Regions from separate parts of the Mus musculus genome. Here all the other regions are linked to region 2. A link is a contact called in public Hi-C and promoter capture Hi-C data. All regions are on one chromosome and are shown on one strand. The core of a region is the stretch at or near the end of the contact, and the rest is flanking DNA. Distances in the headings are between cores, read along the strand shown. Region 1 holds the start of Fam168a (family with sequence similarity 168, member A). Region 2 holds the start of Anapc15 (anaphase promoting complex C subunit 15). Region 3 holds the start of Rab6a (RAB6A, member RAS oncogene family). Region 4 holds the start of Pold3 (polymerase (DNA-directed), delta 3, accessory subunit). Region 5 holds the start of Rnf169 (ring finger protein 169). Region 6 holds the start of C2cd3 (C2 calcium-dependent domain containing 3). Region 7 holds the start of Coa4 (cytochrome c oxidase assembly factor 4).

Region 1 (3,609 bases), core at 535-3,034, 1.2 Mb after region 2:
AAGTCTATTTAAATTCCAAATTCCGGGACTAGTTTCAGTTTACCAGGGGGAGGGGGAAAGGAGAAAGCAGAGACAGTTTCACCTTCTCCCACCTTTGCTTTGAGAGCCCCCAACTTTCCCTTTTTGACATAGGAACTGCAAGACTCCCCACTCTCCCTTAATTCTACCTTAAATGGCTCTCTCATAACTTTACCCTTGGGGCTGCTATTTCCAGACAATTCCAACGTAAAACAAAAAGGTCAAATTGATAGCATGAGATATCCTCTAGGAGAATCTTTAATGTACCTTCTCTGTCCCCTGTGAAGACCCTTCTAATGGTCTTGTTATTACTGTCTCTCACCCAAGCAGCTGATGTAAATGTTCTAACCCCTAAACCTCTGGTGTGTCTTGGAGGACATCTTAATCCTTCCTTTCCTAAATAAACTGACCCACTCCATCCCCGCTGCCACCTCACCACAGGTAACCAGCTTATCACAGACATTTCTTCTGCAAAACTGGCAGAGAGACATTTTCTTTATGATACCATCCACTAACCTTGCTCGACACCTGCCAGAATTATTTTAGTTGAGTCCAGCTGAGTAGTCTGACATATCCTCTACCTCCAACTTCCGCTCAGGGGAGCCACCTTGTTCCTTCCAGAGACTCTAAACTCATCCTAAATCCTTTTCCACTGAGCCCTCATCCCCAATTTCAATCCCTGTCTTCCTATTTGGGGCCCAACTTACAATTCACTCCCTCCTGTCAGCTTACCTCATCCATCCATCTCCTGTAGTTGGAGGTCTCATCACTACCAGTCCAAATTCAAACCTCCAGCAGCAGCCTACCTCAAGAAAACCCCAAACAATTCCTACCTCTTCTGTTCTCTCCAAGCCCTATTTCCGTAAGTATTCACAAATTCCATCATCCCCAGAAGACAACAGCCCATTTCAAGCTGGGGTCTCAACCCATGCCAAAGCCCTCACCCCCAGCTCCTACCATCTCCATCTTCCTTCCCCAGGTCCACCCCAAGTCCCACCTTCCAAAATTAGCACTCCCTAGAGTCCCATCCAACGTTTATATCCCACTGGCATTGAAATCATCTCCTTAGCCCCCACCCCGCTCTGATCACAAGCTGTCAACTGCTTCAGGCCAACCCCAAATCATCACCTTCATTCAGTCCCATCCCCCATTAAAAGACATCCCACTCCAATCTCACCTTCCACCTCGCCCCAAGACAATCCCAAATTCCACCTCAATACCCTACACACCCCATGCTCCTATCCCTGGTCTGGTTATCCCTCCATGTAAAGTCCTACCCCCTCACCCCCCTCCGCTACCCTCCCTGACCTGCTGCTGTCCCACCCTCACCCCACTCCCAGCCCGCGTACGGACAAGTCTCCCCCACCAGCCCGCCGTTCCATCGCCACCTCGGTCCCCTCCCCCAAGCCGGCGCGGGGGCCCTACAGCCCCCACCCTCGTTCTCCCCGGCGCCACCAGCCCTGGCTCCACGGGAGCGGGCCGGGGGGCGGAGGGGGGGTCTCCTCACCGGCGAGCTGCTGCAGACGAAAACCGCGGCGGCCGCAACTGAAGCGGCGATGCCCTTGTCTTCTCTGGAGGCTACAGCGGCGACGCTCTCGTTCCCTCGTCCGTGTCCAGTAGGGTGGTGGATGGCGCGCAGGGACGGGAGCCTCCTCCTCCTTCTCCTCAGCTACTCAGATCTGAATCCTCTGCAGTAGCCGCGGAGAAACCCGACAGTGGGGGAAGGGGACGCTCGGCTGCAGGCAAGAGAGGAGGAGGCGGAGGGAGGGGGCGGGGGACCGCTGAGAAGGGCGGGGGAGGAGGAGTCGGCGCGCTGTCCCGACACGTCCCACAGCCTCCGAGCTCTTGAACTACAACTCCCGGCATGCTCTGCCACGGCCCTGCGCGGCCTGGTTCTCCCAACCCTGCTCCGGTCCTGGACCGCACCCTCTTGGGTCACAGACAATGGACTCCCACGGGCTTTTGTAAACTCAAAGGCCTCTTGGGAGGGAAGTTGGATATTTCCGCAGCCTCATCTCCATGAAGCAAAACAACCTACACATGCACTCTTTTCCGCCCAAGGGACTACACCTCCCAGCATGCCGCACACAGTTTCCCATTCTCTCCTTCCGGACCCCTCTCAGACCCGGTACTACAGTTCCCAGGAGTGTGGTCCTTGCGAAATGCTGGGACATGCAGTTCTCAGTCCTTCCTCCATGTTAAGAAAAAAAGAAGTGAAAGAGAGAAAAAGGGGAAGGACTATTCCAACCCACTGAGCTTGGGCCTAGATTGGCTACATCACCTGTAATTCTGTACTCTCCTCGCCATCTCCGTTGTCACTGTCTCGCCAGAACTAATGCTGCATCAGCTTCCCTGGCATCCCTGAAAATCAGAGGACAAGTCTGCAACTTAAATCCTCATGTAAAAAGCACATTTGTTTACATTTACATTACTTATAAGTATTTAATCTAAAAAGATTATCAAAAATTTTTGGAAAACAATGCCCACGGTTATTATAGGAGGTTGTTGAATATGAGTTGAGAAGGATGTAGATATTCATCAATAGAGGGCTGATTTAATAAATAGTGATGTATGTATTCAACGTAATGCTAAGCAGCCATTTAAAATGATGGTAAATATCTTTAGACATGAAAGGCTTTTCACAATTTCTTGTCAGAGGGGCAAATTGATAGCAAAAACAGCAAGATTAGACAGGTTCGATTTATTTGAAGTTCGAGGATATAAAAGCGTAAAGATTTCAGTGAAGAGATTCTCCAAAATGTTATCAGTGATTATCTTAAAGAAAGAATTGTTAGGTTTCAGGTTCCTCTTATCTTTTATACTGTCTGAATTGTTTAAGGAAGCACACACCGTTTTTTAAACATAAAAGGTTATTTCATATGCATACACACACACACACACACACACACACACACACACATGCTTGCACGCACACACACAGATACAGCTATAGATATTCCAAATACAACAACCTCTTGATTTCCCACCTACAAACTTTCCTTGGGTCTTGTTTACCTAAACAGTGTTTCAGGACTGTGTGTCTACCTTTCTGTAAATCCCACTATTAAAATAATGGTAGTTGTGTACTGTATTAGTTACTTCTCTGGTTGCTGAGACAAAATACTTGATAAGAGCAATTTAAGGAAGGAAGGAAGGAAGGAAGGAAGGAAGGAAGGAAGGGTTTACTGTAATTTACAGTTTTATCTTAGGGAAGATAAGTGTCAGGTCCAAAAGAAATTCAGGACAAATAGTGACCTGTGGTGCCTGGCTATTAGCATACCAAAGAGCATTCTGACCTCCATGCACCGCTTAGTGATCCCTCAGTTTCATAAGAACCTGTTACAGACTCCTTGGCTCTAACATGACCCTAAATTTCTTCAGTTCATGGGCTTCCCCCCCCCCCCCCGGCTTCTCATTATCCTATAACCCTAATATTTGGGCTCTCTTGGCCTCCTCTCTCTTGCCCCTCTTTCTTGGTAAGCTCTTTCTCTTTCTTTCCCTGCCCCACCTCATAGCCAAGTCCATTCTGTTGGCCATGTTCATTCTACCACTCTTCTTTCTGCTCTGGATTCTTCCAGATGCCTCGAGCTG
Region 2 (3,891 bases), core at 992-3,491:
CTCTGCGATGCTTTGGAGCTGTGGGCAAAGGAGTAGGGGGGAAAGTAGGGCCAAGGCACAAGCAGGGCAGGTCAGGGGCATTGGACTGGCTTCCCCTACCCCTGAAGAGACCCCAAATGTTGAAACAAAGCTTCTCCCCCCAGTTCTCAGGAAGATGCAATCTCTCTCCTGTCATCTGTTCCTTATAAAATTGATAGACATATGGAAAGTCTTTGGGCCTCTGTTTTTTTTTTTCATATAATTCTGGTGAAAGTGAAATTATTAAGTTCTGTGATGTATAGAAAAGATCCTAGGCTGTCAGGGGCTTGACATCTATCTAATCTACCCCCGAAATCCTATGGTCCCTCAGCGAGTTAGGGTGCCACAAAATAAGAACTTTATCCCCCAAAACTCAGCTTGACTATTCCCCACAGAGGAACCTTTTTCTAAGCAGGTCTCCAGCGTAAGGCAAGCTCACGGCCCGGTGGTAGACCTCCATGCTGCACTGGGTCCTCACTCACCCAGGCCTGATGCTGCTGCTCCTGCTGCTGCAGCTCTGTCTCCTCCACACAGGGTCGGTCCAGATTAAACCACAGTGTCTCAGTCACACGAGGGAAGAGTGACGGGAACAAGGTGGACATGGCTCCTAAGCTGAGGGAAAGGGTCACGTGAATATGTTTTGTTTTGTTTTGATGCAGTTGAAATTTGATTTAGGGATAGGGTGGATTGGGTGGGTAGCAGAGAAGCTGCCCTGCCCTCTTGAAATCAGACAGACCTGAGTTTGAGTCCTGGCTCCATCACTTACTAGCTCTTTGATTTTGGCCAATACACTTAACCTCTCTGGGCCTCAGTTTCCTCATCTGTAAGAATGGGGATAATTAAAATTATATCATCCTCAGTTATTACGACAAACAAAGAAAATAATGAGTAAAGCTGTATGTTGCTTAAAGAGAGAAGAGACTGGGAGCCAGAGATGGAATGTGGCATTGTGATTATGCACAAGATTAGCAATAGCAGAGATCTAGTAAAATTCATTTTAAATACACACACACACACGCACCACAAAACTTATTTTTTGCTCTTTTGATTCATGTCACATCCAACCAGTGCAAAATGGTGTGGACATGAACCACCTCTCTCACCAACCAGTCAAACTGCAGTACACACAACCAAGGATAAAAGAAATTCTCAGAGGGATGAGTAAATAACAAACAAATGAAGAATGAACTAACATGGAAGAGAACAAAATCAACTCTGTGGGCTGAAGCTGCTGACCAGGAAGGTCACCAAGAAGCTGAACTAAAACGCCCTGGCTCACAAACCCAGTGACATGTAGAGCTTGACTTTGGCCACACACTCGATGGGGGCTTAAATCCTACGCAAGGCAGGGATCCTGGCCCAGCACTGTAGGAAGGGCACAGGAAAAAATAGAGTTGGTGTCTACCTTGGTGTTTCCCCCTATTTTTAGTAAATGAAACAGGGTTACAATATTTAGCCCTGACTGTCGTGGAATTCTCTATATAGACCAGGCTAGTCCCAAACTCACAGAGCTCCGCATGCCTCAGCCCCCGGATGCTGGGATTAAAGGCGTATACCAGCCCCCACACCCGGCCCTACTCTAGCTTTTGTTCCAACTTAATTTGACCCACGCAGAACTAGACGCTGTCATTCCCTAGACCAAAGCCCCCCCAGGTCCGTGTGATGGGGGAAAAAAAAAAAGGCGCGTCCACCACGATCCCGAAAGCACTGACAGATTTTATATACTAAAATTCTACCCACCACCGCCCATTCTTTGCTCATTATGATAATGACTGCGAGATTGACCAACAGGAAGGAGGCAGGGGCGGGTCTCCGTCAGGATTTTGACCTTATAGGGATGCTAATCGCAAAATGCGCGCGGCCTGGCCGAAGCCAATTAACTGCAAGAAATGCTGGGTGACAGGAAGTGAAACCAATGCATGACGGACCATGTGCGATGGGTGGGGCTTAGACTCTAGGAAACGGCCAGTGAGCAGGATGTCTTTAAGAGTAAAAATGGGGAAAATGAACTGCTAGGGAAGCGAGTCAAAGGAACTGGGTTTCTCTGGAAGCCGGAAGAAAGAACAAGCAAGGAAACGGCAGCAGTCTCGTTTCCGCACTTACCGCGCCAAGAGCCGGCAGCCGGCGGCGACCCGGAAGCGTTTCCCCAGGTCTGAGCGGAAGAACCCACCAGAATCCGGGACTCACTAACGCATGCGTCTTGCGTCTCCTTTTGTTTCCCGCTTCAACACCGAGCCGGAAGTGATGTTGATGTACTTTAGTTACGTACTAGTTGGGGGAGGACCCTCGCTTGCCCCGCCTACCTGTCAGCTCCTCCTTGAATCTCCAGCGGCAGGGTTTCTCCAGGCTAGCCCCTCGCCTGCGTTCGACTAGTCCCGCCCTCCTGCCACTCGGCGGTGTTTGCGTGTTAATCTCCTCGAAATAGTATGGTTTCCAGAAATGTTCGCTTGTGTGGATGCCGTGTGTGCTGCTGCGTTCCAAGAAACATCTGTTTCTTCCCTTCTGTTCTCTCAGACTCGGTTTTCTGTTTGAACCCTTCTCCTCCTCCTCCTCCTCCTCCTCCTCCTCCTCCTCCTCCTCCTCCAACTCCTCCAAGATCTATTTATTATATGTAAGTACACTGTAATTGTTTTTCAGACGCACCAGAAGAGGGCATCAAATCTCGTTACGGATGGTTGTGAGCCACCATGTTGCTGGGATTTGAACTCGGGACTTTTGGAAGAGAAGTCAATGCTTTTAAGCGCTGAACCATCTCACCAGCCCCTCTTTTCTTCTTTTTTAATTTTGGTTTCTCGAGACAGGGAACTCAGAAATCCACCTGCCTCTGCCTCTGCCTCTGCCTCTGCCTCTGCCTCTGCCTCTGCCTCTCTGCCTCCCAAATGCTGGGATGAAAGGCATTCGCCAGCACTGCCCGGCATCCATTCTTTTCTTTCTGAGAGGATACCTTGAACATGCTAGACAAGCCTCTGTCATGGAACTACATCATATTCATAATATTTACTTTTCTTTTTTGAGACAAGGTTTCATTGCGTATTCCTAACTGGCCTGAAATTCACTATCTAGACCAGGTTGGCTTCGAAGTCTTCCTGTTGGTATTAAAGCTGTGTAACACCACGCTGGCCTCTTTTTTATCTATTTAAAATTTTATCTTATGTATATGTGTGTTTGAACATCGTGTGTGTGTGTGTGTGTGTGTGTGTGTGTGTGTGTATGCATGTGTATGTATGTGTAGGCCCAAGAGTGATGCTGGGAATTTTCCTCAATTGCTCTTCTATCTTATTCTTATTCAATACCACAAGTCCCTGCTATCGCTGGTCTGACTATCCAGGTTCTCTGAGAATTCTCTGTCTTTACAGAAATTACAGGCTGGTTGCCATAACCATCCAGCAATCATGTGGGTTCTGAGGACCCAAACACCAATCCTGGCTTCTTTTACAACAAGCACTTTAACCCCTAAGGTATCTCCCCAGGCCTGTACATTCTTTGTCTACGCTGTTTCTTCTGTAACTAGCATGATAATCTGCCTGGTTTTCCTCCTGTTCTTGGCTCTGGTGAAGAGTGATGAGATAGAACTGTTCAAGAGGTTCCGTATGTGCTTCCTATCAAATCTGATTGTATGGCCCAAGAGGTCAGCTTCAGCTTCAAACGTTTTCAAACGTTAGCAAGCTCTGCTTATTAAAATTGTAGCACTCAGGGACCTGAGACAAGAGGATGTGAAGTTCAAGATTAGACTGGGCTATGTAGCAAGCTCAATGCCAGCCTGAAATGTATAAGCCCCTGTCTCTCACAAAAACAGGTGCAAATTTTAAAAATAAAAATAACGGACAGTGAGATAGTTCAGTGGGTAGAGGCACTTGCTAACAAACCAAGGAC
Region 3 (3,873 bases), core at 1,014-3,513, 1.3 Mb after region 2:
TAAGGTTATAGGGAAGACAAATCCAAACATTACAAGAAGAAAAATTATTTCCCAGGCCCTGCTGAAGGCAAAATTGCAACCAGTGTTAACCAGCCATAAAGTTCCAAATTGGTATAAATAGTTCAAGCTAGCAATAAAAGCTAAGAATACTTTATCAGTTATATGCTTTTCACTCCAAATACTGTTCTCCATAACCTCATTTAAGATATCTAGTAAGTATTTAATGTTTGATTACTTGGAACTAATCCCCCAATGTCTGAATTACAATGATGGTCAAGAAAAATGTAGAGGAAAAGCGAAGATTATAATCTCTGAATTACTGTTCAGTTTGAATGATATAGAATAAAGCTGTTGGAAGAAGTAATCTTCGTGGCAACCATTACAAAATTAGAACCTTGTATCCACTAGGAAGCACAGTGACTGCAGAACCTTGACCAGACAAATGACATTACAATTTCATTCACAAGACCCTATGAAATATTAGGTATACATAAAAAAAAATCAGTTAACTCAAATAGTATTCTAATCTAATTTAGAGAGCTAGATGGTGGATCTATTACCCTATTACCCAAAGGCAATCCTACAAAACAAAGATGCATTATTCTAAGCCTCTCACATACATCTTAAATATGTAACTGGAAAATTCTCAAGAAGAAATTAATAATTAACATTTCACCCGTTAATCCTTGCTTGTATCATCATGAAGATACTTAAATATTTCATATTGAAACGAGAAAAGAGGGAAGTGAGATGAGAAAAATTCAAAGTAAACTGATCATGACATAGCATCTGGCAGAGACTGAAAAGGCATCAATATAGCCAAAAGAATTGTCAATGACGAAAATTAATAGAAAAATAAGGATTTCCAACCAGTCCCAACCCAAGGGACCAAAATCATCACTGGCAACGCCACCTCTTTTCAAGTCTCCTTCAGTTAAAATATATTAGCTCACTAACCCTAACTAATTCTTCATTTAGGTGTAAACTGAGCAAGAATTGTTTTTCTCCATGACCACCTCTTCTCTCACCTTCCGAGAGACTAGTACAACTCCGAGCCAAGCCTCAGGGGAAAACAACGCCCAGATCCCACCCTCCTTCATCCAAGGTTGAAGAGGGGGCCCATTCTCCAGAGTTGGGGGCTTCTCGGAGTGGGACCTCACTTCCAATGGGAACCGGAAAAAGAGCAAGGAATAAGGGTGGGGCCCCATAAAGCCGGCCCGGGTGGTGGAGACCACGCAGAGCAAAGGAAGAAAGGGATGGACAGGAGGCTGGGCGGGGTGAGGACTGAGGAGGACAGAGCGGCCCGAGAGGGCCCGGCTGCAGGCGGCGGAGTCCGGGCGAGGATCAGAGATCTAAGCTACAAGCCTGATAGATCCTAGCGAGGAGGAGCCAGGGACAGGGACAAGAGGAGTCGGGGGACCCGGGGAAAAGGCTGGGGTGGGGGTTTTAGGAAGAGCGAGGCCGGCGGGGAGCCTCAGCGGCCAGAAGGGCTGCACTGGGGGCGGTGCGGGGAAGCCGCGGCCGGCTGCCAGGAGCGGGGGAGTCGCGCACTCACCGCTCTGCTCTCCCAGGAACACCAGCTTGAATTTCCTCAGCGGATTCCCGAAGTCTCCGCCCGCGGACATGATGGAGCCGGAGGAGCCGCCGCCGCCGCCTCAGCCCAGAGACCTCTTCCAGACCGCTGCAGCTCCAACCCGCTAACGAAGAGGGCCGAGCTGAAGGGGCAGCCTCCGAGTCCTCTCGGCCCCTGCAGGGCCGGGCAGAGGGGCGAGGCTGAAGGGAGAGTGCCTCCACCGACCGGCAGCCGCCGCCGCCGCCTCCCCGCAGAGTCGCCTAGCACCGAGCCGGGCCCGCGGCCGCGAAGGGACGCAGGGCGGTGTCGGAGGCAGCCAGCGGTGCGCTCGGGCTTCGCTAGCCTAGCGCCGTTCCTTCCCTCAGAACGCGGCGCGGAGACTGAGGTGAGAGAGGAGGGTGGCGAGGCGAGCGCCGCAGACGCGTCTGGGTCTCGGCACGCGCAGTGCTCGGGCTCTCACAGCAGCCGCCGCCGCCACCACCGCAGCACAACCCGCTGAGTGCGCGAGCCTCTGGCGCGGATGCGGGGCGAGTCCGGGCGCGAGCCTGCCGCCCTGCCGGCCTCGGACGTGCGTGCGTGAGTGCGTGCGTGCGCGTCGCCGCCAGTGCTTTCCTGGTTTCGCCAGCAATCCCGGCTCCTCCCGTGCGGTGGAGAAAGGGGCCGATCAGGTTTCGACTGGCGTCTGGAGAAGCCGGGAGGAGGCGGGACCGAGTTCCGGGTAAGCAAGGGGGGGAGAAAAAAAAGGGGGCGCTTACGTCAGTGACAAATCGAGCCAATCAGAAAAAGCGGAGGGCAGGCAGCTGCTAACTGAGGTGGCGACGCGAGAGCGCGCGCGCGACTCTCGCGCGGAGGAAGGTGTGGGGTTCTGGCAGCCATAGGAAGTGTGGCGCGACGCAAGGCGATTGGAGGAAGGAGGAGGGAAAAGAAGGTGGGACGGAGGCGGAGCCGGAACCAAGGTGGAATGACCGCAGCAATGCGTGGGTGGGGTTGGGTCGCTCAAAGGTGTATTGTAGGTGCTAAACCCTTAACGTCGCTTCTCCTTCCTCACTTTAGCCCTTCACCCGTTTACCCTAGCCTTCTAAAACGTAATTCCTTGCTCGGCATCTTCGTGTATATAAGATTTCCCACCGTTACTCCGTGGAGTTTCATAACTACCAGAAACAAGTCCTCTCCATTTTGTGGGTGAGGAAATTGGAGTCCAACAGAAGGAAATGACTTGCAAAATCCACGTAGTCATGTCATGGAGTCAAGGTTTTATTTGAACCTCTGCTACCTCCTTACGTTAAGCCATCAAATTCCCTAGTGTCTGTTGGCGTGATCTTCTGTTGAGTGGCCGTTGTTTTAGGTGCCCATAACATCAGACGATAACCATCGTCTACATGCTAGAAATGAGTTTAGATATCATATAAGCCAAACTCCACATATTACAGATATGAAATGACTGCCCACTTAGCGGTGCAGCTTTGGAAAAGGTCACACAACATTCCAGAGGGCTGCCTCAACAAAATCACAAATCTGCAGAAGGAGTATTTAAAAGATCATCCTTTCTCCTTAAAGCAGCACTTCTGGATGTGCTTGAGTGGGGCTTCCTTAAATTTGCCATCTGAAGCATTTCCAATTGTCAACCAGATTTGAGATCCAATAAGATAAAGGTGAATGCCATAAGAAAACATGAACTAAGCATAATGTGGACAGTTACATAACATAATTAAATGTAACTTTTCATCTGAATGGGATCCCTAAAAAGAGAGTATCAGACAAAAACAAAATAATTTGAGTATAGCATGAATTTTAGTTAATAACAGTATTTTGTACTGATTGATTTATTATAACATATCAGTCCTATTAAAGTAAGCTGTTAATAGAGGAGTCTGGAGTGGTATATGGGAACTTCTATAATGGCCTTTGTAAATCTAGTAATTTTCTATCTAGTGCTTCACATCTGTAATCCCAACCCCCAGGAAGCTAAGGCGGAGGATTGCTGTCAGGGCTTGGCAAACCTGGGCTATAGAGTTAGTTCCAGCTTAGCCTAAGATACAGAGTGAGGTCCTGCAGAGAGAGAGAGAGAGAGAGAGAGAGAGAGAGAGAGAGAGAGAGAGAGAGAGAGAGAGAAAATCTACTCTTTAGGACACCTAAGAAACTTCTAGAGCCAGACATGGTGGTGCATGCCCATAATCGTAGCACTTGAGAGATACAGGTTAGAGGATCCTAAATTTAAGGCCAGCCTGAGCTACATATCAAAGTTAGGCTGCATGAAACCTTGCATCACTGAAGGGAAAAGAGTTCTAAATAAAGTCTAT
Region 4 (3,920 bases), core at 259-2,758, 1.8 Mb after region 2:
AAGTCTAACATGGCCCCTGCCCATTCAGTGATGGTAAGTCACAGTGGGCACATCAGAGCTCTACTTCTTTCTCAGCAGTATTTTCACTTAGCTCTCAATGCCTTCATTGTAACCAAACTTCAAGCAAAATTCATTTGCTGAGAGTCTATTACACGTGGGTGTTCTGACATTATGAATACAGTAAGTTTGAATTTTTATTTATTAATTATTTTGTGCATATACATGGGCCTGCATGTACCATGGTGTGTGGAGACCAAAGGATGACTCCAAGGAATCAGTTCTCTCCTGCCATCTTTATGTGGCTCCCTGGGACTGAACTCAGGTCATCAGGTCTGTGCTGCAAGCACTTTACCCACTGAGCTATCTCATTGGCCCCAAGATCATACTTAAAATAGTTTTTGTTTACACAAACCCTGTCTCAAAGTCCTTGCAGTTGTTTCCTAGTCACTCTTCCCATGAACAACATGAAGGTGGTTTGAAATGATGGGACCTCATCTTTTGTATGTGTGTGTGTGTATAAAGGGATAATAAAATCTAACAAGACTACTTGAGGATTAGGGTCACTGCTAGAGATGCCCACCACATGCTAGTTACTCAGTAAGTAAGTAATTGTGATATATCTGGGGAATATACATGAAACTAAAAGACTTTCTTCATCTCTTAATTCGTGGGAGGGAAAATTCCAAGGGATACTCTTCTCTGATTTGTTTTTGACCCTAAAACCTTTCAGTGTATTTGTAGACACAACTGTAATCTCTTTGACATGATCTTGGGTTTATTTACAGGCATCTGTTATGATTCTCTATGAAAACCACACAATGCATTTGCTGGGTTTCTATGAGACTAAATGAAATTTCATTTTCAAAGCACTTGCTCAATATGTTTGTCGTGTAACAACACAGTTACCAGCTATTATTAGTGTGATCGTGGTGAGCACAGCTTGAAGGTTTTATGTGTATCGTCTCACTTATAACTCCAGCCAAATAGAATGATTTGATTTCTCGTCTGCTCTTTTCCCCAGTCTTTTCACATCTTCCGGGAAACTCCTGGTTGACCCAAAGATCATGTCCCTAATCTAGTGACTCTTACTTGGTAGCTCTGGCTAGGTTGGAGCTCCATGGGTAGAACAGGGTGGTCTTCAGCTCACAAAGATCTGCTTGCTTTTGCACCACCACGCCTGACACCAACTCTTTTAAGCCACCCCTCCTCCCCCTCTTCCCCCTCCTCCCTCTCCTTTACAATGTAGGCTCCATGTGTACTCTTGGCCACAGCACTCCCCCGCCCCCAGCGGTGAAATATAAGGTTATGAGTCAGTCTACTTGTGGTAGCAGAGAAATCGCAACGTTCTCAGGTGCACACCGACAACCACGGGCTCGCGCCTCACTTCCGGTCGGTCTCGCTCCAACTTCCCCCTACATCAGCCCTGGCTGGCCTCTCACTAGTTTGGCCCTCACCCGCCGCCGTAGCGCGGCGCCTTGGTTGCCCTGGGAGACGACCTGTGACCCGAGAGTGAGCGAAGCTGTTTCCCGCCGGCGGGAGCTACGGCTGGGGCGGGTTGAGCGCGGGGCTCGAAGCCGCACCACCATGGCGGAACAGCTGTATCTAGAAAACATAGACGAGTTCGTCACGGACCAGAACAAGATCGTGAGGAGCTAGGACCACGGGGGTGGGGAAGGCGGGGCCGTGCGAGGCGGGTGTGCGGGGGACTGGGCCTGCCCGGTCGGCGAGGGGTCGCGACCCCCGGTGCCTGTGGCTTCTCGGGGACCGGCTGAGGTGGCCACTGGTCACCGCGAAACCCGCGTAGGGAGACACGCCCTGCGGGCAGAGCTTCTGGCGCGCGCCCAAGCCCCGGGGCCTTGGGCGGGATTGTGAGGTCCGGGGGCGTGGAGCCTGGGAAGCCAGCGGGGTTCGTGAGGCTTCCTTTCCCTGCTCTGTCGGGTGGTGGCCCCTCAAGACAGTTGAGACTGGCCGACTTTCATAGGCGACTGCCTGGTGCTTTACCCACCAGAGACAGTTTCCTCTTCCTGGAAATTTAAATATTGAAAGCAGCTTGACCCACCTCCTCGGGCTAGCGTAAAAATGAAGAGACTTGGGTGTGATGGACCTTTGCTGCTGTGAGCCCATGGACACAGTTTGGTACACCGACTCACACCTCCCGGGTCCTCCAGGCTTTTGTGTTATCCCTAGAAGTGGGATTTAGCCAAGGGTCAAATGACGTGTATAAACGCGTCAAGGGCCATTAGGGCTGGATAGATAAATTCTTGAATCCCAGGTCTGTCTCTTTCCCCTCTGCCTCTGTCTGCCACTCTGCCTCTGACCAATCTTTATTAGTCCTCTTATTGGGAGTGCATCGTTTAGCTTTGGAAGAAACAACAGACATACCGGGTCAGGGAAGGATGGAGGCTCGATGCCCCTAGTTCTTGAAATTACCCCATACTACATTTATCCATTTTTCTCTCTCTCTTTTTTTTTTTTTTTGATTCCCACACCACCTGTTCCTCTTAACATTTGAATAGTTGCAAATTTACTGAGAAGTTCCTGGGTTATGTGCTTTCAAGTAATGCTAGGTTTTAGATAAATTTTAGGATAGTTTTAGGTAGCTTCTTAAAGACAAGAGGGTCAGAGAGCTTTTAAGTAAGACAAGGAGTTTGAGCTAAATAATCTTTGGCTTGGCTTTGTAGACTCTTAAGACTTTTCTTATTATGTTTAGTGTCATGCGCGTGCGCGCGCGCACACACACACACACACACATAATTGTGCTATGTCACAATTATGGATGTCAGAGGACCAGTTCTCTCATTCCACCGTACGAATCCAACAAATCAAACCCAGGCTCTTTTTGTTTGTTTGTTTTTCGAGACATGGTTTCTCTGTATAACCTTGGCTGTCCTGGGAACTCACTCTGTAGACCAGGCTGGCCTTGAACTCAGAAATCCTCCTGCCTCAGCCTCCTAAATGCTGGGATTAAAGGCGTGTGCCACCACCGCCCGGCCAAACCCAGGTTCTTAAGGGTGTGGTAGCAAGTGCCTTTCCCCACTGCCCATCTCTCTGACCCACCTTTGTAGATTCTTTTGCATTGATCAGTCTGTGAAGCATCTTAGTGTTTGTAAGGTAAGTACCCTGGCCTTACTTGTCATATGGTTTTTTTCTTGTTGGTATCTGCTGTAGTTTACAGGACACAGCCATCCGAGAATAAGAGTCCCTAGGAACAGGCTCTTGGCACTTATCTGTACTCTGGAATCAGCTAATAAAACCTTAAAAATTGTTTTTTGTTTCAGGTGACTTACAAGTGGCTAAGCTATACACTAGGGGTTCATGTTAACCAGGCCAAACAGTAAGTTCATTTGACTGCTAATTTTAATAATATTGGAATTTTTCTTTCACTTTGTTTTTATTTATTATTTTCAGCATCATCTTTTTATTGTTTATTTGGAATTTTCACATCATGCACCCCACTCACACTCATTTCCCAGTCCTTCCAGGTCCAACACACACACAAATGAGTCCAATCTGAGTTGCCTGTATAGTCATGGGACATGGTCAGACTCCCAGTGGCCAGCCCCTTAAAGAAAACGTTCACTTTGTTTTAATTCTCATAGAACTAACTCTTAGGTTAGAACTGACTTTCTACCTGGGTCAATAGGAAAGAATATTACTTTCTCTGCCTTTTGACTACTTTTGTCTGTCTTTTGAACTGTGTGTGTTCATGTATGTAAATGTGTATGCACACAGGCTACAGGGCACAGGGCAAGGTCAGAGGACCGTCTTGGTTTCATTCCTGCCTTTCTGACCGGTTTGAGGTGGGGGTCTCTTGTTATTCTCTGCTGTGTACAGCACACTGGTTGGCCTGCAAGCTTCTGAGGATACTTTGGTCTCTGCCTCCCTCTCCCCACAGGAGATCTGGAAATACAGGAATATGC
Region 5 (3,665 bases), core at 375-2,874, 1.9 Mb after region 2:
CACAAGCCTTCCTTGTCAGAACCAGGTAAAATGTCCCTGGGTAGGAAGTGAGCAAGTGCCCGGATAAAGGACAGCCCATCCAAGAACTCACTTCTGTGTCTGGCAGTATTCTGGCTGTCTGGGCCTTAGGCTGGGCCTCTGACTCTCTGGACATGATGTTTAGTTACTCACTGACCCTTTGTCAGTTGCTGTCTGTCCTTTACTTCCAGGTTCTCATCCTAAGGCTCCAGTCCCCCCCACCCCAACTTGGATTAATCACTCTGCTTTGAATCGGTTACCACCAACTGTGGACACTCTCATGACAACCTGGAGCTTCTAGATGCTTTCTTCTACATACAGTTGCTTAAAAATAATGTCTTTACAAAGCCTGTGATTTTCCATAAAGATAACATCTTGGTCCAAATGCACCTTAAGGTAAAAATAATAAACAAACAAACAAACAAATAAATAAATAAATAGGCAACACCCCGAGACTTGTTGTAGTACAGTCATCTTTCCATCAGGGGGAGCCATTCTTTTTCCTAAATCCTCTGTATCCAGAAAGGAAAATCACAGCAAAGTCTCAACACCTCTCCCTGGCTTAAACAGGAATGATGTGGTCAGAGCTGGCCGGTAGGAATGAACTCTAAGATCCATGGGACAAAGCTTATAGGAAGAGGGGTTGTGTGATGGCAGGTCAGTTTGCAGAAGTCACAGCTGCCAGCTAGGTGAAGAGATGAGGAGAAAGAAATCATGCAGTGGGCTTATGGAATGAAGAAGTGGGTGGGAACAGGCTGGAAATAGAGCCATTTTGGCCAGAAAATGACAAGACTATAAGTTAAAGATGCCTGGGCTGGGAGCGTGAGGACCCTTGAGATGGTTCTGTGAATAGAATGTGGGAAATAAGGGCTGTTTTGAAAGGATGGAGACATTAGGTTTGTGCACGGAGCATGCAGATATCCATAATGATAAATTCAATAACTCTGAACTGCAGATATTAGTGTGGGCTTTCATGGGGAAGAAAAGAGGAGACCAGGGAGTCATATAGACTGAGAAAAGAAAAGGCACAAGCTTACACAAGAGTATCTACATTTAAGTATCAAACACAGAAGTAATCTGAGGAGCAGGGTTTGTGTAATAAAGTATGCTTTTTTTTTTTGCCCCAGCCAAGGGAGGGGACTTCATAAAGGGATGTGGAGAGAGAGGGGCTGAAATGAGGGCTGGTCAGGTTGTTATTTCAACAATCACTCAAGACTTTTGGTCATGATAGGCCTCATGCTAATCACAACAAGCTGCTATGGCCCCGAGGAGAAAGCCCTTACCAAATGAAGTACTTCGACAAGTTTCTGGATAGCTCATATTTATAGTTCATTTTATAAAGTTCAGGGTCGCTCAAAAATTCCAAATAAATTCTTTCAGTCTCTCAAGATTCAGTGCTAGAAACTACAAAAACAGGAGGGCGGGCTGAAAGACCAGATATATAAAGAATAATCATTAAATATTAATAAGCAGTCTCCTCCTGCTAAGCGAAAGGCCCTAGGAGAAATATCCCCAGGCGGACTAGGTTCCCGCCCCCTCATGAATATGCAGATAGCTGTCCGCCGCGCACTGCCCCGCCCTCTACTCCTCTCCCACCGCAACCGACTCTCCCTTCAAACGGGAAACAAGATGGCGGCGGCAGGTCCGAGCACTCGGGCTTCTTCCGCTGCGGCCGCGGCAGCTCTGAGTCGGCGGGGCCGGAGGGGCCGCTGTGACGAGATGGCGGCAGCGAAAGCCGGGGCTCCGGGCCCGGCCTCCAGCCCCGCGTTGTTAGTGTTGCGGTCAGCGCCACGGCCGGAGGAGTCGGGCTGCACCGGGTGCCTGGAGACCCCGGGGGAAGTGGCGGCCCTGCCGTGCAGCCACTCGCGGTGCCGAGGCTGCGCCTCGCGCGCGGCGGGCCCGGGCTGCCGTCGCTGCCGTCCCCGCGGTTCGGGCTGGGCCCGCCGTCGGGCGCGCGACGACGGCCAGGCCGCCGCGGAGCTGATGGGCGAGCGCGCCCGTCGTGGACAGCCAGAACCCTGCCGCCCGCGCCGGGACGGGGGCGCGGCTGCCTCGGGGCCCAGGCCGGAGCCGGAGCCGCTCGCGGAGCCAGGTGGAGCCTCCCCTCGCCCCTGTGGGCTTCAGCCAGGCCCAGCCGCCGGGTCTGGCCTGGTGAGCGGGGTGGAGGGTCCCGGGCTCTGCTGCCGCGGGTGTGGAGAGTTCTGCTGGGGTCGCGACCGGGTTCTGCCCAGGCGCAGTATGTGTTGGTGAAGGTTGAACTTTGGAGCGAACTGTACGCGTGTTGAATTTGGAGGGGCAGTGAGGGGACCCCGCGCCTTGCGTAAGTCAGAAGTTTGGAAGGAAACAATTCCTGGAACAAGTTAGGGGCATGTTGAAGTTGGTGCGTGGAGGGGGAGGGGCCCTGGAGGATCCCAGCAGCGCTTGTTTCAGTGTTGGGCAGAGGGCTTGGGGTCGCGCGGTCTAGGAGGGATGTGTCTTCCAGGGCTGGAGAGAATGAGGTGTGGGATATCCCAGGCTCAGGGGGAGCTTTGCAGACTTGAGAGCAGAGTGGGTTTTGAGGATGAGCTCTCGTGTGAAGTTCTTTCTCATGCTATCTTGGGAAAAAAAAAAAAAAAATATATATATATATGCATGCTTAGCGCAGAGCTTGCCACACAGGATGAGATAAATGCCATCTATTTTGGTGATAATACTAATCATAAACGTTAGTGGTGCTTGATGAAGAAAGCTGGGTGGGATTTAAGTTTTGGAGACAAAGATTGGTTTGGCTGGGGGCTGTTTTCTGTCTTTCTATGTAAGTTTCATCTATGATGCTGGCAACTTAAAGGTCTGTTGTAGGACTCTTGGCCTGAACTCCTTTGCCTTTCTCACCGTCGGCAGCCCATCACTTGTTGGTGCTGAAGTCTGAGATAGAAAATTCCGTTTGTAACATGAACCGAGACCTAGGCTTCTTTGGTGCAAGCCTAAGCAACATACCTACAGCTGAGATTTTCAAGAACCGTGAATCAGGAAAAGCCATTTGCTAGCCCTTTTATGTTAGGAATTCTGCCTTACGTCGTTTTCAGCAGAAGGAAGGCATTGCTTTGTGTGTATATGAAAGTGCAGTTCCTAGAAACTGTAGAGTCCAGAATGCATCTATTTTTGGTTCAAGCAGAGACACCTGCCAAAGACACCTTGTTTTTCAGTCTAAGGGCTGAGATGCTCTGCATTTTACTTTCTGCGTTTCTTGTTATCCCTTCCAAAACCATCACAGTGCTCTTGGTTGTACCTTTATTTCTATTTTATAGGTGAAACTGAGGCCCAAAGAGATTAACTAACTTGTCTTATGATGAAAGTACAATTCCATATGATTTTCTCAATTTAGCTTGCTTTAATTTCTGAGATTATAAATATAAGCAATTTCTCTGGTCTCCCTACTACATTGACTATATGGTCAAATAGAATAGCAGTTCTCTTTATATATCTCTTGGAGCTGTTATGAAACATCCACCTTGAAATTTGAATTATGAAAGAATGCATTGCTTATTGATTTGTGTAAACTTTTCCCACTAAAAGAAATTTGTTTAAATAAAGGATAGGCTATTAGTGATTAAGGACATTTACCTAAAATGAGAATCCATAGGACTTGTTAAGTTACTTAGTATCTT
Region 6 (3,756 bases), core at 122-2,621, 1.5 Mb after region 2:
CTAGATTTGATTTGTAGACCAGGCTGGCCTTGAACTCACAAAGATCTGCCTGCCTCTGCCTCCCAAGTACTGGGCTTAAAGGCTAGCCCACCACAGCAGGCTCTTTATCTCACTCTTAAATTGTCTTTGCTGTCAAGACCATACAGTCAAGGACAGAGACTAACATTTTTAGGTTTGCTGCTACCTTTGGTTCTGGGTTCAAAATGTTAACGTCAAATCTTACTAGAGTTCAGAAAGGTGATGAATAATATGTAAATGAAGCGATCAGTTACAACTCTGGCTTTCCTTTCAGTCAGTACCTTTTCTGAAAGATTTAGAGAAGACTTAAAAACAAAACAAACAAACAAACAAACAAAACAAAAAAAACCAAGAGTTTTTCTGCAGGCGGATCAAGTTCAAGGCCAGCCTGGGGTTCATAGGGCCCCCTTATAGGAGCTGGATAACTAAGAGGATTTAAGTTGGATTCAAGTCATTCTAAGTGAGGAGCAGTCCATATATGCACATATGTTTCCATTTCAACGAATTATCCCTGCGCTTTATGGTAGATCTTTTTCTTCATGCTACAGGACACAAACTGTTTTAGTTGAAAAAACTCCTTGTATTGATTCCTGATGAGATCTCAGTATATTCTTATGAAGCGCAATCGCTTCCCAAGGAAAAAATCAGAGAAGTAGAAGGGTATATATATATATAAGTGGTTTTATTTGCTTTTTGAGTAAGCTTGGGTTACAGGTTTCACGATGTCCTCTATCACACACCCTTTCACCATCTAAGGTTTTTCCGGACAGAGTTATGTCCCTTCCCCCTACTCCGAATACCTCTAACACACATACGTGTATCCCTGTCGTAAAAAGAGCACGTTTAATTTTGTTGTTCTCCTATCCGTATCTATTAATCCTCACTTGCCTCATTTATCGACCCTCAGGCGCTACTTCCTTTCCATTCTTTAAAAAAAAAAAAAATTCTCTTAACTTTCTGGTTCCCTAGTTAGTCTCTCTTCCGTCCTCTTTTGTTTTGTTTTGTTTTGTTTAACCGGAGCGGGTGGAAGTCTCCTTAGAATTCTTTAGCCCTTTTATGCTTTTCTCAACCTTAAAGAAATAAAGTTACCTCTCTTTTTGCGCCCACGGCCGCCCCCAGGCCCTTGGCCTTTCCGTTGTTTCATCCCGAGCCTGGGCCCTTCGTCACAAATTCAACGCAGGTGCCAGCTCCTAAGCTGTACGCTCCCGCCATCCCTTCCCACGGCGCCTGCGTTCCCCGGCAACGGGCGCCGCTGGGAAGCCTGGGACGCAGGAAGAAACACTCTTTCACCAACAGTTCCCGGAAAGCGGTGCCAAAAGAAGGCGCCAATTAGAGCCCCTGCAAATGGACTACAACACCCATGATGCTTTGCTTCCCTACCTTGGCCAAGTTGGACCAGGGCACCTGCATCTGCGCAAGCGCAAATTGATACACTATTTGAGGACTTCATTGTCCAGCATGCATTGCCTTCAAGAGGTCTCTTCCTGCTAGGGTTGTCGAGTTCTCTGATAGGAGTCTGAGAGATCCGCAGACTCCGTTACCCAGTTTCCTTTGTGCGAAGGCTGTTGCGCACTTCCGGTGGAAGCGCTGCGGCGAGGGGGCGGGGCTTACTGAGCCAGTGGGCGGTAGGCGGCGCTGCCGGTGGCTGGTTGCTGTCCAAAGGCGACTGGGCGTCGTTAGAGGAGAGAGCTGTGACCGGTTGTACTGCACGTATCGTGGGACGGACCTTGGGCCACTGTTGTCGACGTGCGGCCTCCCTTTGATGTCGGCCCTTGAAAAAAGCATGCACCTCGGCCGCCTACCTTCTCGCCCTCCTCTACCCGGCAGCGGGGGCAGTCAGAGCGGAGCCAAGATGCGGATGGGGTACGTGACTTGTACCACTCTCCCAGGAGACCAGGCCCAGGCCATTGGAGATTGGTGTCTGGGCATTCAGAGTGCCACGGGAAGGGACGCTGTGAATTGGAGGAAATGCTGGCCTTGGCCTGGAGGTGTTTAGATAGAGTAGAAGGTAGATTTGGGGACTAGGTGAGGCGCTAAGGGAGTAGTCCACTGGAGGACTGATAACATTGTTGGAGAAGGGGAATAAGGACAAGGTTGAGAAAATGAAAGGATAATCTAAGGGATGACGGGAATCAACTCTAGAAGTGATGAGTCTGGGAGAAAGAGTGAATCAGTGAGATGAGGAGAAATCTGGCATCGTTGAGGGGAATAGGGAATGACTGAGAGAAAAGTTGACGGGTTTGGGGAATCAAGTAAGTGAGCCAGGAGTAAGAAGGTTTTTACCTGAGGGTTATAGAAAACATCTGAGGCAAAGACTAGGGAGTAGAAGGTTCTAGAGAAAGTTTCCAGAAGTGTAAGAGTCAAGTTCAGAGAATGAGGGGGTGAATCAGAAAACTTGGAGAATAGGCCTAAGGAAAGACAGAGAACATGGCTAGGGGACTGTTATCAAGGGAGTGAGCCCAGAGGCTAGGGAAATAGGGGGGGTGTGATGAGGAAGACAGCTGAGTTTGGAACAGTGACCACTGATATCCCAGAGACTGAGAAATAATTTCGAGTAGGATTTGTTAAATGGAAGCACTGGAGAGGTAAAATCTGAAAACCAAAGAAGATTTTGTCAATTGTTTTGTTTTGCCAAGCAAATGGGACCTGAGGGAAACTATCTATTGGTCTAAGAATTAGACTTAGTGAAGCACTGGGAGTAACCACTTAACAATAAAATGGGAGTAAATGGTTTGCTGGAAAGGGAGTAGGGCTTGAGTGTGTGTGTGTGCTTATGTGTGTGGGTTAGAAACATTTATTAATTTTTGTGGTGTTGAGGCTGGAACCCAGAACTAGATAAATGCCACATCACTGAGCTACACTCCCAATATAAAAGCTGAGCTAATGAAAGAAACTTTAGAAATTTAGATCCCTGACAGGCTGTGTCATTTATAGTTATAGGATGCTTGCCTGCTGGAGAAATCGTGATAGTTGAACATCCTAGTAAGAGCTGCTGGAAGGCAGAGAGAACTGGATAGTCATTGGGCTATTTGGAGGACTACTGATGGTAAAGAGAAAAGAGACCTATGTTGGATTTGGGATTGGAGAGAGAAGCTGGTAGATATATTTCAAGAATTTCCACAGACTGACCAAAAGGCAAGAAAAGATGTATGCAGTTCTGTGAAGACTGAGTATAGGAGATGAGAGAGAGTCCTGCTATTAAAATGATTGGTAAAATCTGAATCCAAGAGGTTATGATCTATAATAGAAAAAAATTGACTGAGGAGGCATAATAGCAGGTAAAATGGAAAGCTTGTTATAAGATAAAATAAAGATTGGTCTCGAAAAGACATAAAGATTGAACTTTTAACATAAAGAAAATTTGGAAGCTGACCTATACCATTATTTTGGAAAATTAGCCTGAAGTATAAAAATAAATGTAATGATTCTTCATGTGTTTTTTTTTTTAGTTATTAATTTTTTGGGGGAAGGGGGGGATATGGTCACACTTTATAAGCCAAGCCTAACCCTGAACTCTTGATCCTCCTGCCACACCTCGCTTAGGAGCTGTTTTTTTCCTAATTACAGTTGGATCTTTCAGTACACTGGCACTCACCTGTACAGATATATTAAATGCTAGTTTTAAAACTAACTCTACATGTTTCAGGTAAGTTTAAGTGAACTTCAGCTCCTCCCTTTATCAAACTTAAGTTTTCTGAAAATGATTAATTGGGAGAACCATACCAAGAGCAGATCTAC
Region 7 (3,617 bases), core at 156-2,655, 1.4 Mb after region 2:
AGATCATCTGTTTCAGAACCCTACAGAATGCAGCAAGAGAGAACCCTACAGAATGCAGCAAGAGAGAACTCAGGAAAGGCTTCAATAGAGATAACTTCAACCTTTGCAAAAAGTTTGTTACGACGGGGTATAAAGGCGCTAAATGCCTCTTTTCTGTCTTATTCATTAATAGGTGGTTACTGTGTTGTGTGTTGGCTACTATATTAAGAGTATACAAGGGCTGGTGAGATGGCTCAGTGGGTAAGAGCACCCGACTGCTCTTCCGAAGATCGGAAGTTCAAATCCCAGCAACCACATGGTGGCTCACAACCACCCGTAATGAGATCCGATGCCCTCTTCTGGTACGTCTGAAGACAGCTACAGTGTACTTTACATATAATAAATAAATAAATCTTTAAAAAAAAAAAAAAGAGTATACAAACAAGACCAAGCTAGAGACAATTCCTGCCCTCATGGAGTTTACAATCTAGGCAAGTAAACTGGAAGTTTACAACAGTATGTACAGACAGCTGGGAAAACGAGGCAGGTCTAATCTGTCAAGACTTTCTAGAGAACCTGACTTCCAGGATGAAACTCAAGGATGAATGAGTTAGCCAAACATGGGAAAACTATTTCTGGCTAGAGGTAGACACATGAGAGGAATCACAAGTTCGATGACTGGGCTGAAAATGTAGTTTGGTAGTAGTACAAATGTCCAACGTGGAAAAGTAAATTGAATTTGATTCTCAGCCTCGTAAAACACTTCAGTAACTGGAGAAACCAGAAGAGCAGGAAATGAAAATTGGCAGAAATAAGTAAATGATTGATCAGCAAAGCTTTGCAGCCCATGTTAGGAGTTTAAGACTATTATCATGAGGAAAAGGGGTAGGTCACAAGACGATTTAAGCACTTCTCTATATAAACCTCACCGCTACGGAGGCACAATAAAAGGGTAAATGTCTTTGCCTGGAGACCTGTATTATTAGGTAGGGCCGTCAACAAATCATACACACACACACACACACACACACACACACACAAAATAAAATCGCTTTAAGATTCACTAGGTAGACTTTGTAAATAGCACTGCAGTATATGTCCAATACATGTTGTCCTCGGTACTCCTTGAATAAAATGAGTTCAACCCATGCTTAGAAATAAGGGCAGGCTAGATGCCTGACAGCTTGGCAAGGCCTTCTAGTAAGGCATGACAAGGAAGAGGAAGGAGAGAAATACAGGCATCCAAGTCCCCTGAAGCACCTCTCCCAGTTTCAGGAGCACTCCCGCCGTCCCCACTGTGCATCCGGTGTAGGGATGCGTGCGCAGTGCTCACCCGCAGGTGCAGAAGAGCGTGCGAGCGCGTTCCGCCCCAGACGCGGGGATTCGTAGGCAATAAGGACGCCCCCTGTTCTCTCCGCAGGAAGCCGACCCAGCGGGAGCACACACGCGGAAGAACAGAGCCCTCTGCAATTCCCATTGGTGAACTCTCCGTGTAGAGCCCGCCTTCAGCCCGCCTCTTCCGGGAAAGGGCGGAAGGAGCGGACCAATGGAGACCGGATCCTAGGGAAGGCACCTTGGATCGTTCTGAGAGACTGTGTACACACCCTCAGGTGACTCCAGGCCACCTGAGAGTGACGGAGGAGGCGGGTAGCCATTATGCCTTTTCATCAGCAAGAGCTCTGACTGGACCCATGTCTGAAGTGTTACCGCATGGGTTGCCAAGTAAGCTGAAGGGCACAGGATCCAGAAAAGGAATTTCAAATGGGACATTTTTCATTCCCAAGTAAAACAAAGAAACATGTATGCACAGTGTGTCCCATGCCATAACTAGGATCTAGAATGCCCTAATTGCTGAAGTGAAAGGAAGAGGCATTTTCTATTTACATTTGTGTATTTATGTGTGGCGTTGAGGTACACGTGTGGAGAGCAGAGAACAGCAAGAATTGATTCTGTCCTAACATGTGGGTCCTGGTCTTGAACTCAGGTTGTATGGTGGCTGGCAACTTTACTCAGGAACCATCTTGCAGGGGCCAAGGGATTGATCTTTCCTCACTCTGCCTGCCTTCTCTTCCCCACTTTCATTGACAGTGCACACAAGCTCCCTGGAGACCCTTTTCTTAACTTTCCATCTCTCTAGGCTTCAGGGTGGAAAGTGAGTTATTGCACCTAGCCATATCCAGACAACTCTAATCCTCTTTTACCTCTGAATGGCATTCTGTGTCATTCCTGACCATTGAATTCTCTCTCTCTCTCTCTCTCTCTCTCTCTCTCTCACACACACACACACAATCAACCTTCCTAAATTCTGTGAGAAAAGCTCATTTTATTGATTATCTGTCATTTCACATACCATTATTATGTTTTGTATCTATTTTTGGTTTTGTTTTGGGTATTTTATTTGTATTTGGGGGGATAGGGTCTCACTATGTAGCAGTAGCTACTGTGTGTAGTAGCTAGCCTTGAATATGTAGTTCAGGCTGGCCTCAAGCTTGTGGCTTTCCTGCCTTAGCTCTCCGAGTGTTGCAATGACAAGTGTGTGCCACCGGGACCAACCTTGAAGCTTAGTTCTTTACTATGATAAGTGAAGATCATCACACATATTTATGATAAATACATATAGATCATCAAGCATATATGTACTTATATATGTATTTACCATATATGTGTATTTATCATATATCTATGTCTGGTGATTTTCACCTGTCATCAGAGAAGATAAAATTCTACTTTATAACCAGTAAACAAGATAAAATTACTTTAGCAACTTTCTCTACATATAATGAACTTCACCTCTAAAACTTTTTTTTGAAACAGGATTTCTCTGTGTAGCCCTGGCTATCCTGGAACTTGATCTATAGACTAGGCTGAACTCAGTCTCCAAGATCTTCCTTCCACTGTCTACCAAGTGCTGGGATTAAAGGCATGTGCCACCACAGCCTGGCTTTGTGGTTTGATTTATAGTCAGTCTTTCATTGTATTTCCTCCAAAGTCAGTTTGCTTTCCTCAGTTTCAACTGACTTCCAATATAGGTATGTGGGGTGTGTGTGTGTGTGTGTGTGTGGTGGTGGTGGTGGTGGTGTTCCTATGGGTCAATTACATAAGTGTATCATCTGTACAGATGCCTAAATTGGGTCTTCAAAGAGATAAATATGAAAGTTATTTATTTATTATTTTTGAGACAAGGTCTCACTATGTTGCCCTGTCAGGCCTGAAATGTTCTAGATCAAGCTAGCCTTGAATTCACAAACATCCACCTGCCTTTACTGCCAAAGTGCTGGGATCAAAACTGCCCTAACTTACCCGCAAGTTTTTATTTTTGAGACATTCTTTTGTGATGTACAAGGAAACCATCCATCATTTGGCAGCCTGTTTGCCAAGGAACTGGTCTGGATAGGGTCCCAGAGCTTACAGCTTTAGAAGGATTTACTGTGGATAACAGGCAAGCTTTATGTCCTGTAAATGGCACAGCACTGAGAACTGGTCCTACCATATAGCTCCTTCGGATAGCTACATGATCCTGATGCTCTCCAAGTCATTGGTAGACTCAGCAAAGGTGTGCCTTTGACGGTAATGTTCCGCCATGCCTGTTTATGTGGTGCTGGGGATACAAGGCAGGGCTTCAGGTAAGCACTCTGTCG

The links. Promoter capture Hi-C pulls out the DNA fragments that hold promoters and counts their contacts. A called contact is a pair of places that touch in the nucleus more often than the background predicts.
Region 1: a Hi-C map of CD4 T cells shows a contact between it and region 2, with 8 times the contacts expected there. The contact joins the promoter of Fam168a here to the promoter of Anapc15 in region 2.
Region 3: a Hi-C map of B cells shows a contact between it and region 2, with 10 read pairs. The contact joins the promoter of Rab6a here to the promoter of Anapc15 in region 2. A contact is called at or near these places in 1 of 484 Hi-C or Micro-C datasets (B cells), 2 of 115 datasets of contacts at active chromatin or transcription factors (astrocytes and large pre-B cells) and 2 of 9 other capture datasets (adipose tissue and liver).
Region 4: a Hi-C map of B cells shows a contact between it and region 2, with 6 read pairs. The contact joins the promoter of Pold3 here to the promoter of Anapc15 in region 2. A contact is called at or near these places in 2 of 39 promoter capture datasets (erythroid cells and liver) and 1 of 484 Hi-C or Micro-C datasets (B cells).
Region 5: a contact with region 2 is called in a promoter capture Hi-C map of pre-B cells, with 2.5 times the contacts expected there. The contact joins the promoter of Rnf169 here to the promoter of Anapc15 in region 2. A contact is called at or near these places in 1 of 39 promoter capture datasets (pre-B cells) and 1 of 9 other capture datasets (liver).
Region 6: a promoter capture Hi-C map of pre-B cells shows a contact between it and region 2, with 4 times the contacts expected there. The contact joins the promoter of C2cd3 here to the promoter of Anapc15 in region 2. A contact is called at or near these places in 6 of 39 promoter capture datasets (the C10 cell line, embryonic stem cells, liver and 2 more), 6 of 484 Hi-C or Micro-C datasets (B cells, CD4 T cells, liver and 2 more) and 2 of 9 other capture datasets (adipose tissue and liver).
Region 7: a contact with region 2 is called in a promoter capture Hi-C map of pre-B cells, with 3 times the contacts expected there. The contact joins the promoter of Coa4 here to the promoter of Anapc15 in region 2. A contact is called at or near these places in 2 of 39 promoter capture datasets (liver and pre-B cells), 1 of 484 Hi-C or Micro-C datasets (B cells) and 1 of 115 datasets of contacts at active chromatin or transcription factors (embryonic stem cells).

Annotation. Positions count from the first base shown.
Region 1 is chr7:100,704,810-100,708,418 of GRCm38.p6, reverse strand. It overlaps Fam168a (family with sequence similarity 168, member A), which reads right to left and starts at 1,784. Exons shown (of 9, transcript NM_001362169.1): 1 at 1,526-1,784.
Region 2 is chr7:101,894,681-101,898,571 of GRCm38.p6, reverse strand. It overlaps Anapc15 (anaphase promoting complex C subunit 15), which reads right to left and starts at 2,241. Exons shown (of 6, transcript NM_027532.4): 1 at 2,122-2,241; 2 at 755-839; 3 at 501-630; 4 at 1-18. The coding sequence starts at 777.
Region 3 is chr7:100,605,976-100,609,848 of GRCm38.p6, reverse strand. It overlaps Rab6a (RAB6A, member RAS oncogene family), which reads right to left and starts at 2,263. Exons shown (of 8, transcript NM_024287.4): 1 at 1,556-2,263. The coding sequence starts at 1,625. It also overlaps a transcript of Mrpl48 not described here.
Region 4 is chr7:100,119,088-100,123,007 of GRCm38.p6, reverse strand. Pold3 (polymerase (DNA-directed), delta 3, accessory subunit) reads left to right here and starts at 1,508. Exons shown (of 12, transcript NM_133692.2): 1 at 1,508-1,644; 2 at 3,279-3,334. The coding sequence starts at 1,585.
Region 5 is chr7:99,978,417-99,982,081 of GRCm38.p6, reverse strand. Rnf169 (ring finger protein 169) reads left to right here and starts at 1,624. Exons shown (of 6, transcript NM_175388.3): 1 at 1,624-2,110. The coding sequence starts at 1,648.
Region 6 is chr7:100,369,848-100,373,603 of GRCm38.p6, reverse strand. It overlaps C2cd3 (C2 calcium-dependent domain containing 3), which reads right to left and starts at 1,371. Exons shown (of 33, transcript NM_001017985.3): 1 at 1,108-1,371. The coding sequence starts at 1,162. It overlaps Ppme1 (protein phosphatase methylesterase 1), which reads left to right and starts at 1,708. Exons shown (of 14, transcript NM_028292.2): 1 at 1,708-1,881. The coding sequence starts at 1,781.
Region 7 is chr7:100,534,888-100,538,504 of GRCm38.p6, reverse strand. Coa4 (cytochrome c oxidase assembly factor 4) reads right to left here and starts at 1,405. Exons shown (of 2, transcript NM_183270.2): 1 at 1,313-1,405. Gm39058 (a long non-coding RNA gene) reads left to right here and starts at 1,386. Exons shown (of 2, transcript XR_869836.2): 1 at 1,386-1,701; 2 at 2,794-2,914.